Linked DNA regions of Mus musculus: region 1 is linked to region 2. Evidence: chromatin contacts called from public HiChIP or PLAC-seq data. All regions are on one chromosome and are shown on one strand. The core of a region is the stretch at or near the end of the contact, and the rest is flanking DNA. Distances in the headings are between cores, read along the strand shown.

The links. HiChIP or PLAC-seq counts read pairs in DNA pulled down with a chosen protein or histone mark.
Region 1: an H3K4me3 HiChIP or PLAC-seq map of the SCID.adh cell line shows a contact between it and region 2, with 11 read pairs. The contact joins the promoter of Psd here to the enhancer-like site in region 2. A contact is called at or near these places in 2 of 39 promoter capture datasets (liver and macrophages), 2 of 115 datasets of contacts at active chromatin or transcription factors (the SCID.adh cell line and memory CD8 T cells) and 2 of 9 other capture datasets (adipose tissue and pancreatic islet).

Annotation. Positions count from the first base shown.
Region 1 is chr19:46,324,981-46,329,087 of GRCm38.p6, forward strand. Psd (pleckstrin and Sec7 domain containing) reads right to left here and starts at 2,176. Exons shown (of 18, transcript NM_028627.2): 1 at 2,104-2,176; 2 at 1,187-1,242; 3 at 1-33. It overlaps Fbxl15 (F-box and leucine-rich repeat protein 15), which reads left to right and starts at 3,204. Exons shown (of 4, transcript NM_133694.2): 1 at 3,204-3,546; 2 at 3,695-3,848. The coding sequence starts at 3,494.
Region 2 is chr19:46,197,731-46,202,189 of GRCm38.p6, forward strand. The region is part of intron 3 of Gbf1 (golgi-specific brefeldin A-resistance factor 1); the gene reads left to right. Among named protein-coding and RNA genes, the nearest start is that of Gbf1, 47 kb to the left of the region's middle. Within about 2 kb of position 1,316, at least 32 of the 459 cell types and tissues checked have an H3K27ac peak or open chromatin away from gene starts, as enhancers often do. A contact at or near this core is called in the SCID.adh cell line and liver, where this site is marked.

The sequences.
Region 1 (4,107 bases), core at 926-3,425, 130 kb after region 2:
GGAGTAAGGGGGCTGCATGCTCTTCAGACAGGCCTGCAAGAGAGGAAGGAGAACATGGGTGGAGTGCTTTGGAGTCAGACAGGCGGGGCAGCAGAGACAGAGATGGGAAGGTGGGTTGGGCCTTCTAAAGTCCAGAGACCTATCCTGGGAATGTGGGATCAGCCATCCGGGGGACTCCTGCTTTGGAAAGCTTCCAGGGGCTCCTCTTCTTCTGTCTGGGAGCCCTGAGCATCACTTTATGGTGAAAGAGCAAGCTAATTCAGCTCATGGAGTTGTGTTCTGGGGCAGCCGGGAACTCTCTCTTGGGTGGAGGCTGGAATCTTATCTTCTGGATGATAGAGGCCATGTATCCTCTACAGTTCCACTTATGGGGGACCCTCACTTAGAATAGGAGAAACCATGCTTCTTTGAAGGAGAGGGAAGAAAAAGGGGGTTGCATGGGGGTGATGGAGTGTTGAGAGGGAAGAGGAGAGAAGGAAGGGTCTGAAGAGGCCTTAACATCGGTCCATAGATTGCTGAGTGGGGAATAGATATTCTATTCTCCATACCAGTACATGCACACACACACACACACACCCATGTATAAACACACACAAGAATTCATATACACACATGCAGAAGGACAAAGTATCAGTAGTTAACACATTCATAGGCAACACCCTCCAGTACACACGCAGTACTGCTCATAGACACACCCTCATACAATCACAGTCATAACAAATATGTGTATGATGGAAAAGCACATGCTTATCTTACACACACACACACACACACACACACACACACATCACCAAATAATAGCACACAAAGAGGTTCCCAAAATTCAGGCTCTCGTTCTCTGATGCACACAGAAACAGGTGTATCAGAGACCTCCTCGTCACAATCATAAACACAAATGCATATTTGCTCACAGAATCAGAGACACACATTCTCTCCTCCCCACACCAGTAACCAAGTCTGGGTGGGTGAGGGGGCTGCACCACATCCCTCTCCCTCAACTCCAGGGATATGAAATATCTTGCCCAGCCCAGAAGAGACCATAAAGGAAAACCGGGCCTCTGATGGCAAAGCAGCAGCATAGAGAAAGCTGTCAGGAGCAGCACCCCAGCCAGACAGGTTCTTAAAGCTCAACAGGAGCCTGGACCTCCCCTGTGAAGGCCCTCCTCCAAGGCACCCCAGTACTCACCGCTGCTCGTCAGGAGCTGGAATCGAAGAGAGGCAGAGAGGCTGGGCCCCGCTCAGCTGTAAAAGCAGCAAGGCTCCCGCTCGCTCCAGGCCCGCCCGCCCGCCTCTCAGTCCCTCCTCCACCCCTCCCCACGCTCTGCTCAAGCAACGCTAATCCCCCCCCCCCAACCTCCCTCCATTCCCAGGGCCCTAAGTCCCAAAGAATGTCACCACCTAGTCACTACCTAAGACTCACACCAGAGGAAAGGGAGAATGTGGAAGACCCCATTCTGTTCCCTAAACCCTCATATGCCCCACCCCACTCGTGTTCAGTTCTCTCTCGTCCATCATCTGAACCACACGTAGGGTCCAGATGCATACGCCTGTCCTGCTCCAGACCCCACGCGTGTCCCTAGGAGGCTGCCACATGACCTGTTACATGCCACACGCGCTCCCGCCCCCACAAGCACGCGGCCACGCAAAGCACACGGTACGGAGTAGATCGGACCCGCCCCCTAAAACCAGAAGACCCAACTATGGAAGGGACATTAAGCGAATGCAGTCATAAACACTTTGGGGTTCTGAACCTCAGACCCAGGAGTCCTGTCCTGAACCCCAACCCGGAGTGCAGAGGAAGGATAAATCAGACTCCAGGAGGAACTTCCTTACTGCCTAGGTTAATCGTCCCGCCTTTTCAGGGACGAGAGTTTAGAAGGGATGACCCCGAGACTGGGACAAGAAGCACAGGCAAACCTTGTGCCCTTGGCCAGGGTGGAAAAGGGTCTGGCTCTTTTAGGAAAACGCCACACGAGTTACTATGGTAACTATTCTCCTTTGGAAGGCCAAGACCGGCAAGTTATGACCTGGGAAGAAAGAGAGGGTCGATTCGGGTGGCCAGAGGGTGCGAGGACGTTCGAAGCGGGGGTGCGCGGGGCTCACCGCGGGGAGGGGTGGCGCGAGTTCCGCGAGGTGCTGAAGGGGACAGCGCCAGATTTGTCGTAATGCGCAAGCGCAGAGGCGCGAACAAAGGGGGGGGTGTGGAGGCGCGCGCCCGGAGGTGGTGCGCGCCCACATCAATCTTGCAGAGATCCTTCCAGGCTACCCCTTCCCCAAGTAGACTGAGACGAGGAAGCAATCCCCTCATCCACCTTCACCCTCTTGTGTCTTTCCGGTGCTAGTTGGCTTTTCTCTTTATGCTACAATTCAGTAATGAGGTAGTGTAGAAGGAATTCTGGGAAAACCAGGATTTCTGGGTTCTTTATCCTTGCTTCGTTTGATCCTGGTTAGGGAGCTTTCTCCCTAGAGCCTCGATTTGCCTGTCTTTAAAATGGACGGTCCTTCCTACCTTTGCTGATGTACCCAAACCCCTGATAAGGATGGGAAGCAGTTTTCGTTACGAAGCGGCTGAAATGTTTGCATAAGGGCACGCAATCATGTAGATAGGATGCAGCGGTCTTACAGTCTTTCGCATGCCCCACACCCACCTCAGATGTTGGAGGAAAATATTACGCCAGGGGTTCTCCAGAGAGGGACTTGGGCTTAGTATCTGGGGGTGCAGTGAAAGGGGAGCCTAGTGGTTGAGCTTTGGGAAGACAATGTCCCTACAATTAATCCAGGACCAGTCAAAGCAGTACGGCTAGTGGCCTGCACTGAGCAGGCAATTCCTCTCGGACTCTGGACCGCTGGAAAGCAGACCTGGCTGGTCCTATATAGTCCTTTGTCCTTAGGCAAAGAGCCGGACTACGCTGCCCTGAAGTGGAAAGAGATGGATGTCATGATTGTGCATTTCACAAGAAATGGCAGGTTTAAACAAGTGTGCTTGAGAGTAAAAGCCCTAGCGTCGCCCATTTAATCTAGTCTTTTGGCAGTTGCTTATTGAGCACCTAGTACATACCAGCTAGTTATAGTCTGGGCAGCCTCTCCCCCTTTTCTTTTTCCAAAGTCGCTTAAAGGCGACCAGAGGACAGAAGGAGGCACTGGGTAACCTAGGAGTCCTGGCTCCGCCCCTTCTGCCTTTGGCCTTGTCTGCTCCTCCCATCACCACTCAGAGGCGGCTACTGGCCCGCAACGGAGACCGAAAGCAGTGTTCGCTCGCCGCTACTCCAGCCTCGGGCTTCAAGCCCTGTAGCTGAGAAGACATCTAATGGTACATCACTGGTCCGTTCTGCCTCAGTTTCGGGATCCATCCGAAAAGCTTCCTGACAAGGATTCTCAGTGAGACCGCACTCGATTAAATCGGTCTGTCTCTTCCGACCAAGGAGGCGGGCTCGCCGCAGCCGCTTCAAGGCCAAAGCGAGTGGAGCTTACTGCGCACGCGCAGTAGACAGCGATGGAGCCACCAATGGAGCAGTCCGGAGGGGAGCAAGAACCAGGAGCTGTCAGGTACCGAGCACTGGAGGGGCCTAGGGAGGGAGGGCAGCCGAGTCTGGGCCGGACGCGGATCCCTCTTGCCAGCCGGGACTCTCGGGTATAACAGAAGGACTCGCACGTAACAGCGGCCCGGGGACGTCAACGCCGTTTTCCCCCTCAGGCTCCTGGACCTGCCCTGGGAAGACGTGCTGCTCCCGCACGTCCTGAACTGGGTCCCGCTGCGCCAGCTGCTCCGGCTGCAGCGCGTCAGTCGCGCCTTCCGGGCGCTCGTTCAGCTGCACTTGGCGAGGCTGCGCCGCTTCGACGCCGCTCAGGTGAGCCGGGGCCCGGAGCCACGCCCACGCCACGCCCCCGCGTGGGTACCACCGTCGCCCCGCCTCCAGGCCAGCCCCTGCTGCGCGGTAAACCCTTCCCGACCCCGGGTGAGACGTGGAGAATTCCAGAGGGCAGCGGCTCGGAGGGAGCTCGGTGTCCCTTCTGGGAGGGCAGGGGGCAAAGTCCCGAAGTTAGGCGGCTGCCAGGCAGTGGCCCGCCCCGGGGACAGACTTGAGTCTCCGTGTCTCCCGCCCGTAG
Region 2 (4,459 bases), core at 66-2,565:
AGTTGTTCTCAACCTTCCTAATGCTGTGAGCCTCTAATTCAGTTCCCCATGTTGTGGTGACCTTGACCCATAAGGACACCACAAGAAAACCCACAGAATCAACTAACCTGGTCTCATAGAGGGTCCCTGAGACTGAACTAGAGACCAGGGACCCTGCATGGATCTGACCTAGGCCCTCTGTATATATGTTATGGTTGTGTAGTTTGGTTTTCTTGTGGTACTCCTCTGACAGTGGGAGCAGGGGCTGTCCCTGACTCTTTTGCCTGATTTTGGAACCCTTTTCCTCCTACTGGGTTGCCTTGTCCAGCCTTAATATGAGGGGAGGTGCCTAGTCTTATTGTAGCTTTATATGCCGTGTTTGGCTGATATCCCCTGGAGGCCTGCCCTTTTCTGAAGGGAAAGGAGAAGGAATGGATGGGAGAGAGTGTCTGGGAGGAGAGGAGACGGGAAACTGTGCTTGGGGTGTAATGTATGAGAGAAGAATAAGTAAGAAAAATTGTTTTGGTTGCTACTTTATATCTGTAATTTTGCGACTGTTCTGAATCATAATGTAAACGTCTGTGTTTTGTGATGGCCTTAGGTGTGACCCCTGTGAGAGAATCATTTGATCCAGAAGGGAATTGAGATTAGGAACCATCGCTCTTACCTCTTGAGCCCTGAGATTACAGGTGCATGTCCTTATGCCTCATTTGTGTGGTGCAGGAGAGCAGACACAGGGCGTTGAGTGTACTAGGAAAGTACAGTATGAACTGAGCTACAATCCCAGCCCTCTGATTGCAGGTGGACTTTAACTTTTGTTTAAAACTTTCATTCTCTCTTCCAAGTCCAAAGTACTAAGCAAGCAGCATAATTTATAACTTGCCAGCTATGCAGAACGGTTACTTGTATGTGTGTATGTGTTGTTTGTGCATATGTGTGCATGTGTATACATATATATGTACAGGCTGAAGGCAGGCATCAAGTGCCATCCTCAGTTTTCTCCATCTGACCAGGCTGGCCTCAAATTCAACAGAGATTTCCCTGATGCTGCCTCCTGAGTTCTGGGATTAAACATGTGTGACACTATACTGGTCCTCGTTTTGTTTGTTTGTTTGATTTTTTTATTTAAGATTTAAAAAACTGAATATGTGTATTTATGTTTATATTGGTGATTGTATGTAAGTGCAATTGAATCCCTTGGAGCTAGAGTTACAGGCAGTTGTGAGCCCCCTGGTATGGATGTTGGGAACTGAACTCTGGTCCTCTGCAGGCGGTGGTATTGAGAGCAGCTGAGTCATCCAGCTCTTTTACAATTAGTTCTTTGAAACAGGGTTCACTGAACTTGGAAGCTCACTGATTGGGCTAGCCTGGCTAGCCGAGTGAACACCGGGGTTCCGCCTGTGGTTAACCAACACTAGGCTTAGAGACTTGTATCACCGCACCTGTTTTTTACATTAGGACTGGGCATCCAAACTCAAGCTCTCAACTTGCATGCTAAGCACATTATCAACTGGGCTATCCTTCCTCCCATGACAGATCCTCTGTAAGGTGCTTTGCTATAAAGTTATGGCTAGATTTTGCTTCCAGAGCAAGTTAGAAAATCAGGATTTGAGCAGTATAATTTTATATATTTTATTTGCAGCCTTAATTTAAAAGTTGACTTTGTATTTCTGTGACAAAGTACTCCAAAGAAACCAGAAAAGGAGGGAATATTGACTCATAGTTTCAAATATTTTAGGCCATGGTCGTTTGGCTTTTGTGTTTCTGAGCCTGTATGGAGGCAAAGGATCATAGTGGAGAAGGGATGGTAGAGCAGAACTGTTTGTCTCATGGCAGCAAGTAAGCAGAGAGAGTGAGGAGGAGCCTGTGGACAATCTTTCAAGGCACTGCACTTCCCGGTGACTTACTTACTTTTACTAGGTCCCACCTCCTAACAGGCCATGTAGCTATGAACCCGTTAGTGGACTAATCCATTGGTCAGGTTCGCTCCCTTGTGGTCCAGTTACCTCTCATTAACACCAGCAGCTGAGGACCAAGTCTTCATCACATAGGAGGGTTTGAGAACTACAGAGCCAATCTGTAACACCTACTAAACTAGACCTGGCTATCAAAGAGCTAGTTCTGTACTGACGTAGGTTCACAAGAGTAAATATCATTTGAAGCAAGATATATAGAAAGCACCAGAAGAAAGTAGATTGAGTCTTGAGGATGGATTTGAATAGTCTTTCTACAATTCTAGTCTCTAGAGTCCTTTTTTTTTTTAACCTTCCTATCTTCCTCCTAAATACTTATATATTTTCCTGTTTAGACCCAATGGATGTCAAAGAGAAAGAAATGACCTTATAAAATTCATTTGTGTGGAGAACTTGAAGTTACTTCGGAACTTGATAACTTTTAGAACCATACTCTGTTTCCCTAAAGAACCTCCTAATTTTTTTAAGCCTGATAGTGGTGGTGCATGCCTTTAATCCCAGCACTCAGGAGTCAGAGACAGGTGGATCTTTGATTTGAGGCTAGCCTGGTCTACAGATCAAGTTCAAGGACAGCCAGAGAGCTACACAGAGAAACCCTGTCTCAAAATCAAAACAAGTGAAAAAGAATTCTCCTCTAATTTTTTGTTTTGTTTGGTTTCTGAAACAAGGTCTTGCTTTATAAGCCCAGCTTTCCTGAAATTCACTCTGTGGCACAAGTTGGCCGTGAACTCAGTCCTATTGGTTCCCCCTCTAGAGTTGTGGAGTTACAGGCATATGCCAATATCTGGGTGTAAGAACACCAACATTTTGTAAAGAAATTACTCAAGAAAACCACTGAAGGGCTGGTGAGATGGCTCAGTGGGTAAGAGCACCTGACTGCTCTTCCAAAGGTCCGGAGTTCAAATCCCAGCAACCACATGGTGGCTCACAACCATCCGTAACGAGATCTGACGCCCTCTTCTGGTGTGTCTGAAGACAGCTACAGTGTACTTACATATAATAAATAAACAAATCTTTAAAAAAAAAAGAAAACCACTGAAGTCTTATTATGTATATTAATATTTACATGTAATATAAAGTACATAATTTAAAAATATTTTCCTCTAGGTATCTAAATTATTGGAACAAATACTGCCTTAAATTGCGTTGAGTAGGGCTGAAGAGATGGTTCAGCAGTTATGAATATTTGCTTCTCTTTTAGAGGACTTGAATTTGATTCCCAGCACCCACATTGAGCAGCTCAGCACAGGGTCAGAAACACAAAAGCCAAGTGATCCTGCCATCCAGTTCCAGGGGATCCACTACTCCTTTCTGGCCCCCACAGTACCTGCACACATGTGGTACACTGTTACATCAACACAAAGTAAAAAAAAAATTGAGTTGGGTACCTGAAATCAAAGAGTTGAGACCAATAGTTTTAAAATATATTCTAGGGGCTGGAAAGATGGCTCAATGTTTAAGAGCACTGACTGCTCTTGCAGAGGACCATGGTTTGATTTTCCAGCACCTACATAGTGGCTCACAACCAACTGTAATTCCAATTCCAAAGGATCAGATACCCTCTTCTGGTATCTGTGTGCATTGTACACATGTTGTGCACAGATATACATCCAGGCAAAACACTCTTACACATAAAATAAAAATAAATAAATTCTTATGATTTTTAAAAATGTAAATATTTCTAGGCTCAGCATGGTAATATATGCCGGTAATCCTGTGATTTGATAGACAAGGGGCAGGAGGATGAGTTCAAGCCCAGTCTGGACTGTATTGAGAGACTCTGTCTCAAAAATAGAAAGGTAAAGCTATTATCTAAAATTAACTATGAGTTTATCTCTATTTACTATTTATAGATCCAACTATACAGGTTGGCACCATGTCGTATAATAGCATCAAATCTCTTTTTAATAAAATGTCTTTTATACTCTTAGCAGGGATCAGGCCATCTAATAACTTAATTAAGTACTAACATATTTTTAGTTAGGCACTTTATTTGGCAAGATTTTATTGGTCTTATGTAATATAGATGGCAATATTATGTCAGGCACTTTGCATATATCATCTCATTTAATCTTTTCAAGAATATTTCAAAGACCAGAAAGGTGTCTTAACAAGTGAATACATTTGCCATGTAAACCTGACAGGCTTAGTTGTCACATGGGTGGGTCCCATGGTTGAAGGCTGTGTGATTGACTCCCTAAAATTGCCTTCTGACCTCCATGCTCAAGCTCTGTCTCCACACACTCCTCAACAACCATATTTGTTTACAAAGAAAGTATTTCAAGATATGCTGTGAACATTTTATGTAAGAGAAATAGGGTCCAAAGCAGGGAGAACCTTTAGGTCGCATACTTAGTAAGTGGCAGAATGGGTACTCTAAGTATGGGCCTTTTCACATACAGTTCCTGCACTTGCCCCTGCCTCTTGAGGGCCTGAAATTACAGAAGATAAACAAGTCTCAGCCTTATTTTTGGCAAATACAAAACTCTTATTCTTTGGTTCCACAA